Linked DNA regions of Zeugodacus cucurbitae: region 2 is linked to region 1. Evidence: chromatin contacts called from public Hi-C data. All regions are on one chromosome and are shown on one strand. Each heading gives the region's core, a stretch centred on a gene start, on an enhancer-like site or on the middle of the called end of the contact. The rest is flanking DNA. Distances are from core to core; before and after follow the strand shown. Region 1 holds the start of LOC105214101 (protein bric-a-brac 2). Region 2 holds the start of LOC105215040 (protein bric-a-brac 1).

The links. Hi-C and Micro-C count contacts between places; a contact is called where the count stands out from the background.
Region 2: a contact with region 1 is called in a Hi-C map of whole body, with 4 times the contacts expected there. The contact joins the promoter of LOC105215040 here to the promoter of LOC105214101 in region 1. A contact is called at or near these places in 2 of 2 Hi-C or Micro-C datasets (both in whole body).

What each region holds. Positions count from the first base shown.
Region 1 is chr4:67,643,393-67,648,672 of idZeuCucr1.2, forward strand. It overlaps LOC105214101 (protein bric-a-brac 2), which reads left to right and starts at 1,964. Exons shown (of 5, transcript XM_054228530.1): 1 at 1,964-2,170.
Region 2 is chr4:67,839,506-67,844,785 of idZeuCucr1.2, forward strand. It overlaps LOC105215040 (protein bric-a-brac 1), which reads left to right and starts at 2,948. Exons shown (of 4, transcript XM_054229194.1): 1 at 2,948-5,223. The coding sequence starts at 3,202.

The DNA of each region.
Region 1 (5,280 bases), core at 714-3,213:
GATCTACGATAAAAAAATAGTCAAAAATTGACAATTGACGTTTTAAAAAAAATAGTCGAATTTTACCCAAAATTTTGATCGTTTTTGGCCTGCCAAAATTTGATTTTTTGATCAATCAAAAATCGACAGTCATAGGTACGGAGAACTATATATAGAACATGTAAAAAAAATTCGATGTGATCGGATCATTTGTTTTTGAGTAATCACTGCAGCAAATTCGGAAAATGCTGTTTCGTGTTTAAAGATAAAATGATCGTTTACACTGTTACCGAGCTGATGCTCTTTAAATTGCTATAACTCAAAAACTATTTGAGATATCGATTTGAAATTTTAATCTGTTATCTTTAAATAGATTTTTTTTTGAAATTCCACACTAGGTGTGCCCCTTAAAAATGAAAAATGAAGTGACCGCCATAATTTAGGCTGGTTCGAATAAATTCCAGTCGAGAGTTCCAATTTTTTGCAGCAACATTGTTCCGAATTAAGTCTGTGAATTATGAAATGGTAAACTAAACTGAGTATGAATCAAGTGGATAGATCAACTCCGTAAAATGTATTGCCTCAACCACACGTCTAACAAAAAACTCCGTTACAATTTTGATCGAATTAAATAATTAAGTTTTCATGAAAATGAACATAAAAAATTTGTTCTATTAATATTTACAATTAGAATTTTATCAACATTTTCTTCATGCAGTCTTTGGACCCTTTTAAACTAAATGTTATAAGAATCTTGCATATAAAGCCTGCCATTCAGAAACTTAAATTATCTATGAAATGTTGCGATGTGTAAATGCATGTTTTACTAAACTAACTATAGCTCGCTAAAAGCTGAATTAGTGCTAACAATGTATTTATTAAAATTAATAGTCAATTGTTACAGCAACAATCAGGTTGTTATCACCTTATTTCTTGGAATAATTATACGTATGTATCTACTAGATAATTATGTATTTCCTACATTTTCAAAATTGTTGACTGTTTTTGCATAACAGGGATTATTAAGTGATATTAAGTGAATGAAATCACTTTGATCACTATTATCTATTATTAATATATTTTCCAATATTTAAAATAATTTTATTGAAATAATTAGAAAAAGTTGGATAATTGTATAATAATATTTAATTCAATATCTCACAAGTTGTGATGAAATCTTCATACGACGTGACTAAAATCGCTCTTTTTTTGGATTTATTACAAAATTTTATTTCTTAAAATTGCTTGGAAATATAATATATTGTGCTAATTAAACTATTTTAATTATCTTAACAATGAATTTGCCAATTATTATATACCCAACATTAATACAAATATTAAAAAAAAGTTCATCATTGCTAAAACTGTTACTAATACTCTCTTGCTAACGCGCCACTATAATTATGCGCTCTTAAATATTTTGACAATTCTCTGCAACCAAAAACTAAAAGCTAAACAAAAACACAAATCTTTCGTAGCAACTCAATGTCGGCACAGCAGCAGCAGGGGTGTTTTGCCGATCAACGGAATTGTGAGAAAACGAAACAGAGAGCAAATGCAGCGAATTCGCCTGTCAACGGTCACAAGATGCAGGCACACACCCCCAAAACGGAATGCAACCGTTGGAGCAGAGGCATCCTCAACAACAGTAACAACAACCAGAGCAACCCACAACAGCAGCAGCAGCACAAGGCGGCAGCAGTGCATTGCGTGGAGAGAGAGAGAGAGCCACACACACACATATTGAAGGAAATGACTTTACGGTGCTCACGCATACCAGCGCAGCGCCATAACAACTGAGCTGAAGCGGCGAGTGGCGGCTCGTACGAAGCCAATTGGCGAAGCGGGCCGGCGCGCGTTTGTAGTGTGAGTGCCACGGGAGTTTGCGAGAGTGTATGCGTGTGCCGCGGCGAGTAGACAGCGCTGTTGGCGACGCTGCAAGCTGCATTCGGTCCACGTATGAACCGCAAACACAGAGTTTTATTCACGTACGCGAGTTCAGTTCGCATTCAACTGTTGTGTCGTGTCGTTCGTCTGATTGAATTGAATAGCGCATTTTAACGTCGACGAGAGTGTGTGAAGCAGCAAGCAAAATTGCCATTGTAATGATGTTGATGATGAACAGCAACTGTTTTGATTGAACGGCCCAAGCGACCGCGCGCACATTTTGTGAATGAGCGTAGAGTAAATGGTAAATGTTGGATGCGATCTGTTTATTTTCGTTCAGATGTGATGTGATGTATGGCGACAGCCGCAAACGTGAAAGAAACGCGCAATCAAAAATTTATGTGCGGCAGCTAGAAAGTTAAAAAATAAATGAAAACAAGAACAAAAACACAAAATAATTTTTGTGAAAATTATAAACAAAAAATATAATTAATTAATGACAGTGCAGTAACTGTAGTGAATTTATAATATAATAAAAATTTAAATACCAAAAAAGTGAACTGCATAATTCTAGTGCGCTGCAGTGTAGTAAAATTTTTTATAAGAAAACGGTGAAAAAGTGATTATTTATGCGCGACGCAAACGACGAAAATCGATTTTCAGAACAAAACATAATAAATATGTATGTATGTGCATAAAAAATATATATAGTATATCAGCCGTCTATATATATAGAGAGATATAACAAAACCGTATAAATAAAACTTAAATTAATGCGCGCAGAAAAAGCAAGCGCAGCAGTAAAAAGCTGTGAACAGCAGCGGCAGTGAACAGTGAAAAAGTTTCCAGCGTTGCAGCGCAACAAATTTGTAATTTATTAATTTATTACACTTCAGTTTGCCAACGTTGTGCGCCTGCTTCCGCCACCCAGGCTCCTTTATATACCACCAGTACAACTTGTATAATAATTGCTACTGTTGTTGTTGTTATCGCTGTTGTTGGCCATTGCCATTGTCGTTCCGCAGGTTCCTTTTTGTTTTTATTGTTGTGCACATTGTTTTTTATGACTATTGCTGCTACGGTACATGTTGTTGTCGCCGTTGTTTTTGTTGTTGTTGCATATTATAAACGTGTTTACGCGCGCCTTACAAACCGAAACCAAAACCAACTTCTCAGCCAACCAACCAACCAACCAGCCACCCACCGTAGAACTCACAGACACACGCACACAGGTGGCAACCGCCTCAAACTCAGCCTCATCTCATACTCAGCGTAACAGCCTTGATGTTAAGGACAGCCGGATGTCCTTACTTTCATACGCTCGCCTCATTATTATAACGGTTATTGTACATAGTTGTGTGCCTGTGTGTGCGCTTTTTTGTTTTCTTCGTAGACTGCGAGAAGACGACGATCTTTGCAAACTTACTGCCAGTCAGCCACCCAAAGGAGCTACTCAGCAGCAACGCAGCGGAAATACATATATGTATATGTACACAAAGGGCTTGTTGAAAGCGAGTATATATGAGGCCGCGCTGTCTTATAAAGTAGAAATATAAATAAAATGGAATCTTCTTCGTTTGTTTTTGGCTGTGAAGGCGCCAAGTCGCGTGTGGTGGGGCAGCAAAGATGAGTAAGTCGGATTTCCGACGCGGTCCATGACGGCAATGCTGTGAGTTGTGGAGCAACATTAATTAGTATTAACGGCTCGAAGGTTGGGCAGAAGAAAGGACGCACACAGCAAGACGGCACAGTGATAAAAGTTGTGTGAAAGCAAGCGATACACTAGTACAATAAACAATAAATACCGTTAGATTTCGTAAAGGAAGTGTTGGCGATAATTAAAGATTTTCACGGACGGGTTAGAAGTAATGAGGAGGAAACAATTTCTTGATAATTTAGAAAGTTGAGAATTTGGGTTTTGGCCGACTTTTTTGGATTGTGGTTAAGAGTTTATAGAAGTAAAAAATTAAAAAAAAAAAATTTTGAAAACAGAATTGATAAGTTATAAAATAAATATTCAGATAAAGAAGTCAAATAAGAAAAGCTGAAAATGGAGGAAAATATTTTGACTTAATTTACATAACTCTTTCAAGAGCCACAAGTTATAAGAAGAAAGTCCCTAAAGAGATTGACTAAATAAAAATACTTTTATAGCAAAATTTTATATTTTTTTTTAATTAATTAAATTATTAAATTAAATTAATTATTTAAAAAAATTGTTATATCAAAAAAAATATTAAAAAAATTTTTCGATTTCGCCACACTGTGATTGCTACACAGTAATTGGCCCCAAACAAAGACGAAGATAAACGTACGAACTGCCAAAACTTTGCAGCAATTTATTATATTCATATATTAATATGCAACAAAAACCATATATTATATGTATAAACAACAAAATATCGTACACACACAATTACAACAATATATATTTGGTACATTAATAATTATATACGCAATATATGAAGGCGCAATATTTCACAAAGATATTATATATGTGTGCACAAATGCACGAAAAAGGACACGCAGAAAAAAAAAAACAAAAATAAAAAAAATTGACAATACAAATAATAAGAAGCGCAACAACAAAAACAATAAGGCAATAAAAATAATATAAAGCAGCAAAGTAGCGTAGCGTTGCCATACTACAACATAATGGCGGTAGTAGCAGCAGAGGCAGCGACTGTGGCAGCAGCATTAATAAATTAAATAAATAAAATATAAAATAAAATAAAATAAATAAAAGAAATTATTGACATACACGAGCGTAATATGCTAGCAACAACAATAAGCACGCCAACAAACCACGGCACTCCTTGGTGGTCCCAACAAGCAAACGGCAACAACAACAACAAGCAGCAAGCAGTAGCAACAGCAATTTATTTTTATGTGTCTCCACATTTATTTATTTGTGCCAGTGTTGTTTAACTTCTACTGCATATGGGTGTGTGTGTGTGTGTCAGTGCGTGCTTTATATAAATATATCTATCAGATATATATATGTATGTATATATGTATTTAAAATACATTTGTTATGCGCTACATTATGCTGTGGCCGGCCACCCTTTGCAGCGCACACAATTACTGCTTCGAATTGTACAAATACACATATATATAAATATCATATATAACTGTATGTATGTCGGTGTATATTTATACATTAAGCTACATACATAATTAATATAAATAACATTAAAATAAAATTAATAAATAACGAAGCAAAACAGCTGCAACAAAAACACCACCAAAATAAGCAAGCAACAACAACACACATAACAGCAACGGCAGCAGCAAAAGCTCAGCAACATAATGCTGCGTAGCGCTGCTGCTGCTTGTTTGTACGCTTGTGCTCGAGATAGATTGTACTGTATTTGGCCGAGCGGGTGGTGGTGGCGCTGGCAGCCTCTGCTCAAT
Region 2 (5,280 bases), core at 1,698-4,197, 200 kb after region 1:
TTCCATAAAGATCGTGCATTATTGTAACGGACCTATTTTAGTTATCTAAAAATTGCTAGTAGTAAATTAGTACAATTTGCTTAAGATTGCATAATTTTTATAAATCAATTCAATAAAATTATTTCAATTATCAAAACATATATGAATTTATTGGTTAAAGATTATATAAGCTTTCAAAATCTATAATATAGCTAACCCACTAGATCTTATGATAGAGAGTTGACCTCAAATAGTATGGATAGGTAGAAGCTTCGAACATTCACAATTCAATTTCCATTTCTTACAAGAAAAAACATTTTTTTCATGATAAAAATATATATACAGCCTAAGGCACTGCCGCTAGATCTGTTGTATCCTTTAGGTAGTATAAATATATATATATTGAGCTTCCTTTAAATAAAAAATAAATAAATACCAATTAAGTTAATATTAGAATTTAATTCCAAGCTCTACCTTATGAATGAAGGGAATTCTTCTATAAAAATTAGGTTCTCATATATAGCAGTTTCCTTATGATATTAAATAATTATTTTTAAAAATTTATTTATTTATTTTTATTTATATTTCGACAAAAATAAATAAATTTATCGGATATTCCACCGCAATGCAATATAATGTTTTTCCAAAAACTCTGGTTTTTGTACGCCAAATGCTATATATTTATCCATAATGACAATTGGTCTACTAACCGCTTACGCTATTATAGCCGAATCCACCAGAGCGCGCCATTCATCTCTCCGTTTAGCAAGTTTGTGCCATTTGGAAACACCAAGTGTTGTCAGGTCACTTTCCACTTGGTTTTTCCATCGGAATGTAGGTCTCCCTCATCCTCGGCTTCCACCAGCCTGTACTGCATAGAACACTTTCAGAGTTGGAGTGCTTTAATCCATTCAAACAACATGACCTAGCCATCGTAGCCGCTGTCTTTTTATTCGCAGAACTGTATATAATAAATATAAATATCATTCATTTGTGAAATCTGTTCTTTACTGGAGATCCTTAAGCTCTATCCATAAATTTCCATAAAGATTGGCTCTGTGTTTTCGACGCCCAATAAAATACAAAAATGTCTATATAAATAAATTTGTATATCATCATAGCAAAATCTTGCACATAGAGTACTAGTTTCATTGAACTTTCACTAAAAATTAAATAATCGAAATAAATATCTGCCTTTATTATACATAAAATTTACCAGGATATGGAGATTAATTGATTTCTACATGACTCTCTGTTCTTCTTTTTTACAAATCTATAATATCAGTAACAATAAGAAAATAATCATTGTTATAAATGTTCCGTTGAACTCAGATGATTTCCATAATGATTAAGTCCAAGACTAATAAATGTTCAATCTACAGTTTCATGAATACCGAAACATATGTTACGTTACTTGAAAATGAGCCTAATTAGACTAAAACTGCCCCATTTTTCCTCATATAAGATCATTTTATATGGCATTAGCTTATCTATATCTATCTATATAACATCCAACTCAGAAAATATCGAAACAAAATTTAACGTTTTCTAGACCTCAATATCCGAAACATATTTCAGTTGACTCTATGCCATATATATCCGGCTATATTTTAATTATATTAAACACATTGGTGATAAGGTTTCCTTGAACATACTTTAGGTTAAAACTCCAATTTTCGGAATATAATGATTTTGAACTTTCCGATTTTATAAATCAAAATGCACGAAACTTAGTAATTCAAAAATCCGAATTAAAAATATATAATACCCATTTTAACCCAAAAATGTTTCAATTAGATATATCAACTCTTGAGTTAGGCAATGTTTTCTGTTCTTAACCCGAATCAAACCGCCATTACCATATGGTAACGCAAATTGTTCCCTATATATTCATAAATAACTTGAAATTTACACTATAAAACAACAAACTACGCTGATTTTTCGCATTTCCGGATAGGTTATATATTGAATATAATGAATCGTAAAACAGACTTCACCTTCGTGCTCAGGCGGTCAAAATACATAGGTGTATTTAATTTCAGAAAAATCTGAAACGTAAAAAGTTCTGGGCAGTACCGGGTTAAGTACAAAATTCTGACAAAAACTAAGTTATATGTTATCGAGGTTAAAATTCAGACATCTACGAGCTATATTATATAGCGAAAATTGGCTGTTAAAGTTTGTATACATAGTAATGCCGTCGGCATGCAATGTATTTACAATCATAAGCTGAAAATGTTATTTCTGCTTCTAGTTCACATTTTGAATTTTGGATATAAGAAGTATTAAAAATTTATATTTATTTACAAAAGGATTTAAAAAAATGGTTTAAACACCAACACACATCGACATCTGTATGCCGTTAAATCTAATAGCGATAATAATAGTCCGTTCGAACCCAGTTTTGATTTGGTTTCTGGTGCCATGTCCACTGTATTGAAAAATATCATTATTTATAATTTATTCTAGGGCAACCGGAAATAGGTTATGTTTCCAGCCAATGTTGTATAGATCCGCTAATGATTATCATAAGAAATACTATCAAATCGTCAAATTGTCCGAGAGCACCAGACTATCTTCGCTTGATCAAAGCATAAACAAATGCTTTGCTGTTCAATAGCACAAACTCCATCTCTCGTAAAATATACAAACACATATATCTCAGAAAGGAAATATAATTCGCTCCAACATTTAAATAAGTTATAAAGCTATTTTTAATAAATTCGTGAGAAAATATGGTTTATAACAAGCAACGGAGAAGGATCTTATCAGTTATAAGTTTGTGACAGTGATCTTTAAGAATCACAAAGAAGTCAGGGACTATTAATTTAAAACTCACAAATTAAAAACTAAAATAGACGATATAATAAAAAATTAAAAAACAACATAGGATTTAAACAAAAAATTGTGTTATATAGATTGGAAATATATATTCTTATAATTTCTTTCTATCTCTATACAGTTTAAATGAAAAGGAATAAAAATAAACAATATACAAAATGTGAATACACTTAATAAATGAAGACTTACACTCAATGCAATGATTTGCCGGCGGTTGTGTGAAATTCTATTGTAAAAATATGAGTACATTCTTACAACTTGAATCACTGAAGTGAAAATGTAATGATATCAATTAGCCAACGACAAGTCTAACCGCCACAACCGAAACCAAAATAAACACATAAGTGATCATAGATTAACCACCGAGCGACAGCAGCTAAAATGACTTCCAACTCACCGCCACCGCAAAGCGGCGGTCTACGACCGCTGAGCGCTGCCGATAGTGCGACAACTTCCTCGCCATTTCGTTCGCTACTCTCAAGTCCAATGTTGTCACGACAGCGTGCCAACATCGCAGCACGCACTTCATCGACCTCATCGGTTTCATCGCCCGCGTCTCCGCAGCCACCGCCACCACGACCCGCTTCCGTGTTGCCAAGCTTTCTTGGCAGTCCGCTCACACCGCCGCCACAGTCAGCGTCAACACACTCGACCGCAGCCGGCGGAGAACAAGGCGATGAAAGTCTTACGACGCGCGAGCACGAGTCCAAAGCAGCGCGCTGTAGTCCACTGTTGCGTGATGAGTCGCCAATACCACCCGCTTCCTCTACCACGACGCACACACCTACGCCTGGTGGTGAGAACATTGGCGCACGTGCCACATCACCCAATGGCACCAGTGGTATTGGGGCGGCACAAGCCATCTCGCCGCATTCCTCGACCGGCTCCACCACCACTGTGCCGCAACAGTTTTGTTTGCGTTGGAACAACTACCAAAGCAATTTGACGAGCGTCTTCGATCAGCTCTTGCAAACCGAATCGTTTGTCGATGTGACCTTGGCCTGTGATGGACGTTCGATTAAGGCACACAAAATGATACTCTCCGCGTGCTCACCCTATTTTCAGATGTTGTTTTCAGACACACCCTGTCAGCATCCCATTGTTATTATGCGCGATGTCAACTGGTCCGACTTAAAGGCGATCGTGGAATTCATGTATCGCGGTGAGATCAATGTTAGTCAAGATCAGATTGGTCCACTTTTGCGTATTGCAGAAATGCTGAAGGTACGTGGGCTGGCGGATGTCAGCGCGGGCAGTGTGTCCGCGGAAGAAGCGGCGGCGGAGCGTTTACTGAAAGAACTGCATTCTCCCTCCAAGTCATGTTCACCGAAAAGAGGCGGAGATAGCGGGTCTCCTGCTTCAAAGCGTGAACGTAAGGATTATAGTGATCCGATTGCAGAAACAGAAGAGCCGTTGGCTTTTCTGGACGCTGAGAAGAAGTTGCGTTTAGGTCGCGCTGACTGGGATTTCAGTACGGCAACCAGTGGCAGCAGCACCAGCGGCGATATTCTCGGCGCCAGCAGCAATCTTGAGTTGCGTCTTTCACCTCTGCTGTTACCACAACAACAGCAGCATCAAAGTTCGCAACAGCAACTACAACAACAGCAATCTCGTCATGTACGTAAGCGCCGTTGGCCATCAGCTGACATGATCTTCAATCCGCCACCAAGTCCCTTAAGTGGACTCATTGCAGCCGAACGAGCTGAACGCGAACGGGAGCGTGAACGGGAGCGAGAGCGGGAACGAGAACGCGAGCGAGAACGTGATCGTGATTGTACAATAATCACACCGCCTCAAACCACATCGGCTGCTGGCGCCGCTCCCTCCAGCACAACACAGTCAAGCGCGCGTAGTACATCGCGTCTAACACCTTCATTACTCGAGACTGCTGCGCACTTAGACCTGCCCTCACCATCTACAACGCCAGCACCATCTCTCTTGCGTCCAATGCGCACACCGCCCGGTGTAGCTACCCATCTAACGCACCACCAACAACAACAACAGCAGCAGCAGCAGCAACAGTCACATCTTCCCGGACAAGCGCAGTCACAACAATCGCATCTTCTGCATCCGCATCGCGCATCGCCTGCCTCAGCGGCGGCAACACCTACACACCCGTCCAGCTTGATCAGTGGCCAGCTAACAGCCACACCCGTGGGTAGTAGCGGTGTGAGCGGCCGTTCAGAGCAGGGTGCTGGCGCTAGTGACTCGCGGTTCGCGCTGGGCTCTCAAGCGGCTGCGATGGCGGCCGCTGTAGCCGCACAGATGGACTTAGGAGCGATGGGTATGCCACACGGTAGTGGTCCACCGCCGACGCATGCGCCGCATCATCACACCTCCTCACTGGCCGATGATCTGGAAATAAAACCGGGTATTGCGGAAATGATACGCGAGGAAGAGCGGGTGAGTCCATTAAGTAATTTCATTCAACAAAATAATTCATGTTCAGCTCTACTCTTA